Linked DNA regions of Mus musculus: region 2 is linked to region 1. Evidence: chromatin contacts called from public promoter capture Hi-C data. All regions are on one chromosome and are shown on one strand. Each heading gives the region's core, a stretch centred on a gene start, on an enhancer-like site or on the middle of the called end of the contact. The rest is flanking DNA. Distances are from core to core; before and after follow the strand shown. Region 1 overlaps Slc25a25 (solute carrier family 25 (mitochondrial carrier, phosphate carrier), member 25). Region 2 has its middle 29 kb from the start of Fam102a.

The links. Capture Hi-C pulls out chosen DNA fragments and counts their contacts.
Region 2: a promoter capture Hi-C map of adipose tissue shows a contact between it and region 1. The contact joins two enhancer-like sites. A contact is called at or near these places in 1 of 39 promoter capture datasets (the SN4741 cell line), 1 of 484 Hi-C or Micro-C datasets (bone marrow-derived macrophages), 16 of 115 datasets of contacts at active chromatin or transcription factors (SST interneurons, T-cell acute lymphoblastic leukemia, acute myeloid leukemia and 13 more) and 3 of 9 other capture datasets (adipose tissue, liver and pancreatic islet).

The regions. Positions count from the first base shown.
Region 1 is chr2:32,415,811-32,421,308 of GRCm38.p6, forward strand. Slc25a25 (solute carrier family 25 (mitochondrial carrier, phosphate carrier), member 25) reads right to left here. Exons shown (of 10, transcript NM_001164357.1): 3 at 5,493-5,498; 4 at 4,495-4,606; 5 at 3,238-3,396; 6 at 1,914-2,066; 7 at 1,536-1,643; 8 at 1,282-1,449; 9 at 599-749; 10 at 1-512. The coding sequence ends at 328. Among named protein-coding and RNA genes, the nearest start is that of Ptges2, 23 kb to the left of the region's middle. Within about 2 kb of position 3,686, at least 44 of the 459 cell types and tissues checked have an H3K27ac peak or open chromatin away from gene starts, as enhancers often do. A contact at or near this core is called in adipose tissue, where this site is marked.
Region 2 is chr2:32,503,467-32,509,360 of GRCm38.p6, forward strand. No RefSeq gene overlaps it. Among named protein-coding and RNA genes, the nearest start is that of Fam102a, 29 kb to the right of the region's middle. Within about 2 kb of position 3,820, at least 20 of the 459 cell types and tissues checked have an H3K27ac peak or open chromatin away from gene starts, as enhancers often do. A contact at or near this core is called in adipose tissue, where this site is marked.

The DNA.
Region 1 (5,498 bases), core at 2,436-4,935:
CTGAGTGAACGAGATGGAAGAACTAAGCTGGCATCCAAGCTCGCTATCTGGCAGGCACTGAGGAAAACGTCCTGTCTCTAGTGCAGGAGCCTACATCTTACTGACCCCTGAACCCCAAGGAACATCCACAGGTCTTCCTTGGAAGAGACACGAAGGTCTGCCAGGTCAGCAGAACCAGCCCAGAGCTTGCCAGCTCCCTGCCCGTCCCCTATGGTATCCTGGGTTTCACAGCTTGGGTAAGTCAGCTTAGTGTTGGCACATTCACAGAATGAGGTGGCTGCATACCCTGGGCCGCAGCCCAGGCTCACCAAGTCCACCACCCTCCCGTCACCGAGACTGCACGCCCAGGGTGATCTTCAGGTTTTCGTAGACCACGTAGCTGATGCTCACAGCCGGGATCACCTTCATGAAGTTGGGGGCCAGCCCCCGGTAGAGCCCAAAGGCCCCCTCAGTCCGCAGAATCTGTTTGAAGAGGCTGCTCATGGTTACCTCAGGTGCGCCCTCAATGGAGGCTGTGGGAGAGAGGCCACTGGTCAGATGCCATCTGTCACCCACCCCAACTGCTAGGGACATGAAAGCAGACCAGGACCAGCCTTACCTTGTGCCTGCATCCGGGTCCTGACCAGGGCTAGTGGGTAGCTGGCCAGCTGGCCACAAGTACTGGAGATAGTACCACAGGCCAGGAGCACGAACACACCGGGGTCTGCACTGTTTACTGCGTAGCGCTGGAGCCAGGTATTTTTCAATGTCTAGAGGGAGATGGGATACAGAAGTTAGCCTTAAAGAGCCAGTGTGGGAGACTCACACTGGGGGGTGGGGCAGGTATTGGATCTACAGGAAAGCTGTTTCCTATCACGTGGGATCTGAGAAGCCAAAGTAACCTGATTCACTTGGCCTGGGCCTTGCTGAACTCCTGACTTGCCTGCCTTTGGCATCCATTGTCACTTGAGGCTCTTGGCTAGGACAGGAAGCAGAATGAGGGTAGAGGGAGCGCTATGTTCCCACACAGAGCACCTGGCTCTGTACTCTCAGTCTGTGGAGATATGTGAGCCCCCAGTGGCCACTGTTCTTGGGTCTGCCTGCTGAACCTCTGGACCCTAAGAGGGTAAAGAACCTGGGCCAGAGTTCAGGCCTGCTGTGCAGAAGGTAGAGAGACAGGAGACCACTGCAGAAGAGAGCTAACTGCTATCTCTCATCTAAGCATCTCTCACAGGGTGTTGGTACCAGGCAGGTCCTTTATTTCCCTCCCTGTCCCAGGCCCTACTGCCAAGAGGGCCTCACCTCATAGACAGCTAGGTCGATGCCAGCATAGGGGATGATCCCCAGCATGTTGGGGATGTAGCCTTTGTAGAAGGCAGCTACACCCTCTTTAGCCAAGATCCTCCTGGCACAGTCCAGCATGCCGGAGTACTGTCCTGTTTTCCGCAGGGCCATTCGGGTCTTCAGAACCTGCAATCAGAGTGTCAAGTATGAACACCGCCCGTTCCTCTGTGTCCCATGTGTGTACCGCCCACTCCAGGACTGCTGGCCCTTACCTCCATTGGGTAGATGCTACTCTGGGCAATGGCTCCGGCCAAGGAGCCTGCCACAAGCCTTTCGTGGATCCTCAGCGTCTCCTGATCACTACCGACAAGCCGTTTCATCTAAAATAGGAAAACAAGGGGATGCACCGGGGGACCACAGCACTTCTGGCCCGCCCTTGCTCTTACAGCCAGCTTTGGATGAAACCTGTGACCGTGAAGCTATCTATGCTGTCCCCAAATGGAAGGAGGTAGTAAGAGAGCTGGGGTCATGCCCAGGCCATTGATCTTGCTGTCCTTTGAGTACAAACATTGGCTCTAATTTCAGGGACCTCAGACCAGCAGATACTGCATAAGCAGCAGCCAGCTGGCAACCCTCTCCCAGGTCCTCACCTGCTCATATGCCATGAATTTGATGGCCGACTCAGGGGCAATTTTGAGGACATTGATGCCGTTGCCCCGCCAGAGTGACTTGGCTCCCCCTTCTCGAATCATCTGTGTGAATCCACCTACGATGCACATGTTGTTGCTGCGGGAGGCATGGACCTGAGGAGGACAAGAGATCAGAGGGACTCAGCAGGATAGAGGGAAGACTCCACAGTCTACCCTGGGAGGAGCCGTTTTGGAGAACCTCTTCAGAGAGGCTCTTTCCTCTAAGTAATTCAATTTAATGTCCTGTGACTCAGCAAGCATGGCTGGGTGTTTTATTATTTTGTTTTATTGTATTTATTTAGTTTTTGTCAGGCTCTCATACTATGCAGTTCAGGCTGGCCTTGATTTTCATCCTTCCCAAGTGCTAGGATTAGAGGCATGCCCCACCAACCCAGAGAGGACAGCTCTTGCTCTCTCTCACTATATCCCTAGAACTCTGTTAAAAAAGGAGTAAGAGGGAACTGTTCATGCTTCTGTTTTCTCAGAGGCTCTGGAAGCTGGGAGGAAGGGCCAGCACACACTAGGCTAAGCCTTTCTACATCTTTTGCATCGTTGTTTCTGGAAGGTAAAGGGAGATCCCACGTAGTTACTTATGCCAAGGGGGGTGGGGTAGTGCCTGCAAAGCACTCCAATTCCATTAGCTGCGGTGGGAGGTTCGGCTGAGGGAGGGAGGGGAAGCTGAGCCACCCATGAATCATGGGTAAAAATCTGCTCGCTTTCCTGCTCACCTGCACGAGCACCTTTGGTCTGTCCAGGGGGGTTCTGGGGCATGTGCTGTTTCTGGGTAGGCCTCCTGGCACCGAAAGTGCCAGACAGAAGCAAAATGGGGTAACTGGTCACTGTTCAGACAGACATCAAAGTCCACCAGTGTCCTCATGTGGGTCATTTCACAATGCTTCCCTGACATCAGACAAGCTTATCTCTGCCCTGAGGACGTGGAGTTGCATGCTCAGCCAAGGTAAAGGCACTGCTTCTAGGTCATGCAAGGATCTGCTCTCCCTGCCTTCCATGAGGCATCTTATCCATCCTGAGATGCACTTACGGAATCCAAGTAACAAGCCCAAGTAAGGTGATACGCAGCTTATGTTTCTCTGATATAATTAGACCAGCTAAGCACAAAGGTCACCTAGGCTGGGATCTACTGGGGCCTGCGAAGCATTAACTCCAATTTCATTAGCTGCGGTGGGAGGTTCCGGGTTTTAAAGCAAGGAGCCAGCTGAGGGAGGGAGGGGAAGCTGAGCCTCCAATGAACCACGGGTAAAAATCTGCTCGCTTTCCTGCTCACCTGCATGAGCACCTTCAGTCTGTCCAGGGGGGCAGTGCAGGTTCTGGAAACTGCCCCTGCCCCACCTCCTGCCACCAGGTGCCTCCACCACATCCCCGTCTGCCTCTCCTCCACTGTGAACTCATCTGGGACTGTCAGATTCTCACCGACATCGAAGATCTATGGGGGAGACAAGCAGAGACATAGCCAACTTTACTCACAACATCCTGGCCGTGGTCACTGCATTCCACTCTCCCTTTGCCCTGATAGTAGCTGCAGCTCTTGACCTGTACATGGTCTAGAAAGGAGCAGGTAGCAATCGAGGAAACATTACAACACTGTTGGGTTGCCCTTGTAAAGGAAGCTCCTGGAACTTTCCGCAAGGACTTTAGGGCTAGACTACAAGGATCAGGGAAGATGGGTACAAACCCTGCAACCTGATACAGAACCAGATTGCCAGCAGAACAGAGTGTTATGCAAGGCTAAGCAAGCAGGGTGCTATGCTGCCTGCGTAATACCTTCTCTCTGGAACTGGTCCCAGCCAGCTCTGCTGACCTCTGGGCTGCAGGCCAGAGACAGGCTAGCTGTCTGAACCCTAGAATCAGTCACTTACTTTCACCCAAGAAGCCCTGACCCGGCATTGTGGATTCAGAGAGGATAAGGCAGGGGTAGCCCAGCCAAGAACACCAGAAGTCTTTTAAGTAAGACCAACATTTCTAGTTGTGGATCCACATCTGTCTGAATGTGGATCATGCTAACAGAGTGAAAACAATATGCAGGCCCTACAGGGAGTGCTTATCAAAACCAAACCCCCAAAATCAAGAGTCTAACTCTGTAGCCCAGGCTGGCCTTTAACTCATGGGGCTCCTATGTCTCAGCCAAAACATGTATTTTTGCCATAGAGAGAAATGATACTAAAAAAGAAACACAGGGAAAGAGGAGGCATCTGTAACAAGGTTTCTTCTCCTATCCCGTGGAGGACAGACTGTCTGCTTCTGGGAGAATCGGCAACATAGGAAAAGGAGATATTTGAAATGGCCCGTGAAGGGCAGAGGCATACAGGGATAGGAAGGTACACCCAGCAAAGGGTCAAGGGTGCAGGCTGGTCACTGTATCGGAGGAGGAGGGGCATGTGGCTGGCAAAGGAGGGACAACATCTCAGTGTATCATCAAGACCGACCCCCCACCCCCACCCCCACCCCCAGGCCTAGATGGGGATGGACTGAGAGATGCCAGACAAAGACGGCTGCCTGAGTGGACAGTGGGTGTGTGCCTCACCGTCGAGTGCTTCCAGTACAGGATGATCTCCGGGATGTTCTCCACAGGGTGCAGGAGGTGGTAGTCCCTCCACTCGTTCCAGTCGATGGTCATCGTGCCATTCTTATCCATGCTGTAAGCAGAAGCATGGTCAGTCGCACGTGTCACACCCACCTGCCAGTTGTGTGCCCTACCACTTAGATGGGATGGAGGCAGGTGCCATAGCCACCCAGGACACCAAAGGCACCTTGCCCATGAGAAAGAGTAAGGTGGCTCCATACCCCATTTTCCATAAAATGGAGATGTGCTGGCCCACAGGAACCCCATTCTGATCAGGGAGGGAGGGAATCACGGGAAAACACAGATACTTACTAGGTGACAGGGCCCCAGAAGTGGCCCGTCCGTATTCTGACAGACAGACAAAGGAGGATGCAAAGGAGAAAGGAGAAACAACACAAATAAATGCGCTGAGCAGGTTAGTAAAGCAAGCACACACCCAAAGACACCAGGGGCCAGCACAGCACGAGGAAGTGGGCAGGACTGGGCTCCTGGGGTTGCTGTCCCTGTGACCAGGCGGCTTTCAGGCCAGCCAGGTACAAACTGTTCTCTACTTGCAGGGCTTTCCGGCAGCCCTCTGCTCATGAGTGAGCCATCTTTCTGGCCAGCATATGTGGCTACAGAGGAAAGAACAAGCTATAGCAGAACCTAAGTTAAGGACCACACATGTCCCTCCCCATCAGGCAGAGAATATTCAGGGACACTTCTCACTAACGAGAAATGCCCACAACTAATCTTATCATTTTAAAGGTTGCAGGCATTGGGTTAATTCCAGATTTATGACTCTTCTGTGAGAGTAGGGCTGCAACCTCAGGAGAAGCTTACTATGGGAAGGGGCTTCTTATCCCTCCTCCTAAACACAGGGCCAGCTTCAGGGATGCAGGCCAAGAGTGAACAGCACACAAATTAGTCCAAAAGCCATTAAAGCATCCCCTAGAACAAAGCTCACCACACTCACTCACCTCTTA
Region 2 (5,894 bases), core at 2,570-5,069, 88 kb after region 1:
CTCACACAATAGAGTCCTCTCCCTCCTCCGCCTTCCCCCTTTCCTTCCCTCCTTCCCTTTCTTCTCTCTCTGAGTCTCTACTTCTTGTTTCATGGTGTGGGAAGTGGGGCAGGGCCTCACTATGTAGCCCAAGCTGGCCTTCCTCCTGCCTGGGTCTTCCTGGTGCTGGATTCTTTGGCCCACCATGCCCAGCTTAGAAATTTTGATGTTTTTTTAGCTCTGGGGAGCAAACTTGGGCTCTCTCCCTCTGAACTTCATTCGGTCCAGTCAGCTCCTCACACTTTAGAAGTGAGTCACTGAGTCAAACGCCCATTCAAGGGGCAGTGGCTTGAGCTACTTCCTGCAGAAAGAACCATAAATTATTTGAATTCTCCTCAGAAGACAGAAGGCCCTTTCTTCCAGTCTGCTTGTTTTCTCAGCCATTGACTTCTGCGGTGTGGATGCAGCACACATTCTTATTTCATTTAGACTCTGTTGTTTCCCTGAGCTGGGGCTGGAAACCAGGGCCTCTCAAGATGGGCAGCTCTGTACCTGCAAGCTTTCCCAGCTCTGAATTTTACCCTGAAAATCTTAATCCATAGCTATTTCTTCTGATGCTCCAATGGTTTTGTTTTTGGATTTGAGAGCCCCTTCAGGTGGCTCCTGGTTCCTTGGACATGGGGCAGTCCCTTCCTTTTGTTTTTTTATCTTTTTTTTTTTTTGTGCCACCACGCCCAGCGACAGGTAGCTTGCTTGCTTTCTTTCTTTCTTTCTTTCTTTCTTTCTTTTTAAAGATTTATTTATTTATTATATGTAAGTACACTGTAGCTGTCTTCAGATACTCCAGAAGAGGGCGTTAGATCTTGTTTTTTTTTTTTTTTTTTTTTTTTTTTTAAAGATTTATTTATTTATTATATGTAAGTACACTGTAGCTGTCTTCAGACACTCCAGAAGAGGGAGTCAGATCTTGTTACGGATGGTTGTGAGCCACCATGTGGTTGCTGGGATTTGAACTCCGGACCTTCGGAGGAGCAGTCGGGTGCTCTTACCCACTGAACCATCTCACCAGCCCTTGTTTTTTTTTTTATCTTAATTCTGTGCATGCACATATACCATGGTTCATAGGAGGTCAGAGGACAATGGTAGGTGTTGGTCCTTGCCTTCCTCCTTGTGTGAGTTAGGGTTTCTTGCCGTTCACCACTGCATACACAGGCTAGCTGTTCCACAAGCTTTGGGGGATTCTCCTGTCTCCTGGGGATTGACCTATGTCCCGCCATAGGAGAGCTGCCAACCTCATACACAGGTTTGTTTGTTTGTTTTTAAAGATTCATTTATTTATTATATGTAAGTACATTGTGGCTGTCTTCAGACATACCAGAAGAGGGCACTGGATTCCATTACAGATGGTTGTGAGCTACCATGTGGTTGCTGGGAATTGAACTCAGGACCTCTGGAAGAGCAGCCAGTGCTCTTAAGTGCTGAGCCATCTCTCCAGCCCCACATAGTTTCTTTTCTTTTCTTTTTTTTTTTTTTCCTATGAGGTGTGTATAGGATGTCTGGGAGTTTTCTTCAAACTTTCTTCTGGATGTATTTTGTCTGGATCAGCTGGCCAGTCAGCTGATCACAGGAACTCTCTAGAAGGACCAATCTGGCTTTGGCTTTTGCTCTCCAAGTGCTAGGTTTTACAGGAATGCCCCACTACATCATGCTTTTTAGTTTTATTGATAATGATACTTAAGGACCTTACAGAATGGTGGAACGCATAAAATAGGGTTTACTGTGCCTAGACTGGAGATCTGAGGAAAACTAACTAGGTTCTTTTACCGAGAGTTAGTCCTGGGAAGTCGCAGAAAAGTTGGATTTTTTTTTTTTTTTTCTGGAGCTGAGGACCGAACCCAGGGCCTTGGGCTTGCTAGGCAAGCGCTCTACCACTGAGCTAAATCCCCAACCCCCCCCCCATAGTTTCTTTCTTTCTTTTTTTTAAAATAAAAGTTTTTATTAAAATGTGCATTACTGGCCAGGTGGTGGTGGTGGTGCATGCCTTTAATCCCAGGACTTGGGAGGCAGAGGCAGGCAGATTTCTGAGTTCAAGGCCAGCCTGGTCTACAGAGTGAATTCCAGGACAGCCAGGGCTATACAGAGAAACACTGTCTCAGAAAAAAAAAACAAAAAACAAAAAACCAAGAACAAAAACAAAACAAAACAAAACAACAAAAATGGGTATTACCACCTATACATGTGTATGCATCACATACATGTAATACCCTCAGAGGCCAGAAGAGGGCATCCAGTCTCCTAGGACTGAAGTTATGGACAATTGTGAGCTGCCATGTGGGTGCTTGGAATCTAACACAGGTCCCTCGGGAGCAGCCAGTGCTCTTGACCGCTGAGCCATCTCTCCATCCCCCATGTACTGTTTCTTAATACAGGACAACCTTACTATACACATTGTGCCTCACTGCTACTGCTGTGGCCCCCAGGTCTTGCCTCTAGCATCTACATTCCGCAATAGGTGCTTGGGATAGGATCAAGATGGGATTTATCGCAATAGGATAAATCAGGAACCGCATCATATGGCCAGTCTTGGCCAATGGGACCTTAGTAGACATGCCATAAACACAGGCACATATATACAAATATATGTTTGTGTGTATGTGTATAGAGATAGAGATAGAGACAGAATTTGTTTTTAGGCAAGATCTTGTCTATCCTGGAAATTGCTATGTAGACCAGGTTGGCCTCCAACTCAGACCTTTGCCTTCCTCTGCCTCCCTAAGGCTGGGATTAAAGGCGTGCTCATACCCAGAGGTCTTCTGACCTCCATATTCATAGCCTGGCCCATGTTCACCCCTCACACATGCATACACACAGAGAAACACACATATACTGTCCACATACATAGAAATACATATTTTTAATCTATAATATAGACACATAAATGTATTTGTGTATGTATTTTTTAATACAGACTAGGGGCTGGGAAGATGGCTCAGTCAGTAAAGAGTTACCACACAAGCATGAGGACCTGAGTTCAAATCCCTAGAACCCAGGAAAAAGTTAGAGCCTATGATTCCAGTCTTGGAGGAGGACAAGGAGGTCAGAGGTGGCCACGTTGGCCAGTCAGCCAAGCAGAGTCCATGAGCTTCAGGTTCAATGAGAAACCCTATCTCACAAAATAATGACAACAGTAAGACCAGAAGTTCACCTCTGACCTCTACCTGTTCACATATATGTAAATGTACACACACATACAATGTAAAGATACATTGTCACAAACACCCTCCTATGTCACTTCATCCTAATCCACTTGGCTTGTTAATCTCTTTACTATTCTGTTCTGCTGGGGTTGTAACCCACACACACCAGGAAGTGTTTTTACTAGATTAGCTGAGTGACGTCACTACTGCCCATTCTCCAGTGTGAGTGAGGCACCAGAGTTCAACTGTCCCCAGATGATGGACAGTGGGTGGGTCCTGTCGTGCTGCCCTGGTGAGCAGTCATCCTCTCTGTAATTACCAGTATCTGCTATGCTAGTGTTTCTTTAGAGCAGATCACTAGAACATTCGTGGCTCACAGCGCCGTACTTTGGAAGCTCTGACACACATCGACAAATTACCTTCCCAAATAGCACCAAATAGTTTCCACTCCTACCCACTGTGAGCACGTAGGCTCGGTCCTCGACCTTTGTCTACACCCAGTGTTGCCCATCTGGAAAAGCCGTCTCTGTAGCAACACTGGCCACAGTGAGCATGTGAATTTCAATATGGTTAGGGGTGGGAGAGGTGGAGGCCAGACGTGGGAATGTCTGCTGGGCCACAGGACGCAGGGTCTCCGCCCTCCACTCCACCCGTGGGTTCCTTCCTCTTCTGGGCAGCTGCGCTCAGCACATCCTCTTGAAGGCACACTTCCCTAGGGGACCTGTCTCGTGGATTGACCCAAGTGCCTCTGGCCCTGACCCCCTTCTCGCATCTCTGAGAGCATGGGGCCATTGCCTCCTTCGAGATGGAAGCCTTCCAAGTTTCTCCAGTATCTCTGGACGAAAGTGTCATCTTGTCTGAGCTGGTTTGAGAAACTGTGGGTGGGAGGAACGTCCCAGCTCAGGGAGTGCTCACCTCCCTGAAAGTCCTTGGGGGTTCAGTCCCCCAGCACGGCAAAGAATGGATGTCACACTTGGAATCTGACCACTCAGCAGGCAGAAGTAAATACATCGGATGGTCAAGGTCATCCTTGGCTGCATAGCAAATTTAGGGGCCAGTCTTGGCTAGATGACCCCAAAGGAGAGACAGAAAGAAACTGAACAAGAAACACTACCAACCCCGGAGACTCTGTCAGTGACTCCTTCACTAAAAACATGCATTCCTTTGGCAAATATTTACCATCTTGTCCTAAGCTCAGCCCTAAGGACGTGGTGGGGGAAGCAGACACCAATCAGGTGAATGCACCTAGATGTATTTCTGGAATGGAATACTGCACCCGGTTTATCAAGAAGGTGGGGAAACCAGATGGAGGGGCGGCCATGTGGGTGGAGAGCCAGGTGGCTGCATTCCTGATAGGGACAATGGCTTGTGCAAAGGCCGCTTCGGAGAAGGGCAAGTTATACTCATTGTTTGGGGAGGGGGGTGTAAGAGAAGCTGAACACAGAGAGAGAGAGAGAGAGAGAGAGAGAGCCTAGACGTGTCAGCAGAGCTACACCATCCAGGGCTCGGCCCACAGTCACGGAGCGCTGAGAGGATTAAGTGAGGTGTGTCATACAGGCTTTCTGTGATAATAAGATGAAGATCAAGACCCCTGCAATGCTGAACAAGCACTCTAACCATTAGACTATACTCCCAGCCCACGTCCCACAGCTTTTTTTGTTTGTTTGTTTTTGTTTAAGACAGGTTTTCTTTGTGTAGCTCTGGCTGTTCTGAAACTCACTCTGGAAAACTTTGCCTCCTAAATGCTGGGATTAAAGGCATGCACCGTCACTGCCAGGCTACTAACACTCTTATGCTGGAGAAGCAGAGTGAGACAGGGCTATCGCTTTGCTGGTAGGATGCTTGTTTCCCATGCACAAAGCCCTAGGGTTGACTTCAAGCACTGTACAAATGAGGTATAATGGTGCACACCACTAGTTCTAGTACTCAGGGGGTAAAGGCAGGAGGATCAGGAGTTCAAGGACATCCTCAGCTACACACTGAGTTCCAAGCTAGCCTGGGCTACATGAGACCCTGCCAACAAAGAAATACATGAATAATTAGGCGCTGGTAATTCTTTCTTTTCTTTTCTTTTCTTTTCTTTTCTTTTCTTTTCTTTTCTTTTCTTTTCTTTTCTCTTTTCTTTTCTTTTCTTTTCTTTTCTTTTTCTTTCTTTCTTTCTTTTTTTTTCAAGACAGGGTTTCTCTGTGTAGCCCTGGCTGTCCTGGAACTCACTTTGTAGACCAGGCTGGCCTCGAACTCAGAAATCCGCCTGCCTCTGCCTCCCAAGTGATGGGATTAAAGGCATGTGCCATCATGCCCAGCTCTCTGTCTTTCTCTTATTCTCTCTCTCTCTCTCTCTCTCTCTCTCTCTCTCTCTCTCTCTCTCTCTCGTGTGTGCACGCGAATGTCCATGTGGTATGTATGGGGGCCAGAGTCTATTCTCTTGTGTCATTCCTTAGTTTCCCCCCTTTTTCTTTTTCTTTTCTTTTTTTTTTTTTTTTTTTTAAATCAAAGCACCTCACAGTGTACCTGCGCAGATTTCTGTGGAAGAAACGGAAGTTATGGTCAGCCCACCTTTGTGAAGTATTATGAGTTTAGAACAGGCGCTCCCACACTTTGGGGCTAGTAATACTGGCTCTACTCCACATCTGGGAAAACCACAGGTAGGAAGGCCAAATGGCTGAGCCAAGGTCACAGAGCCAGGTCTGACCCCACTGCCCCACTTCATCCCAAATC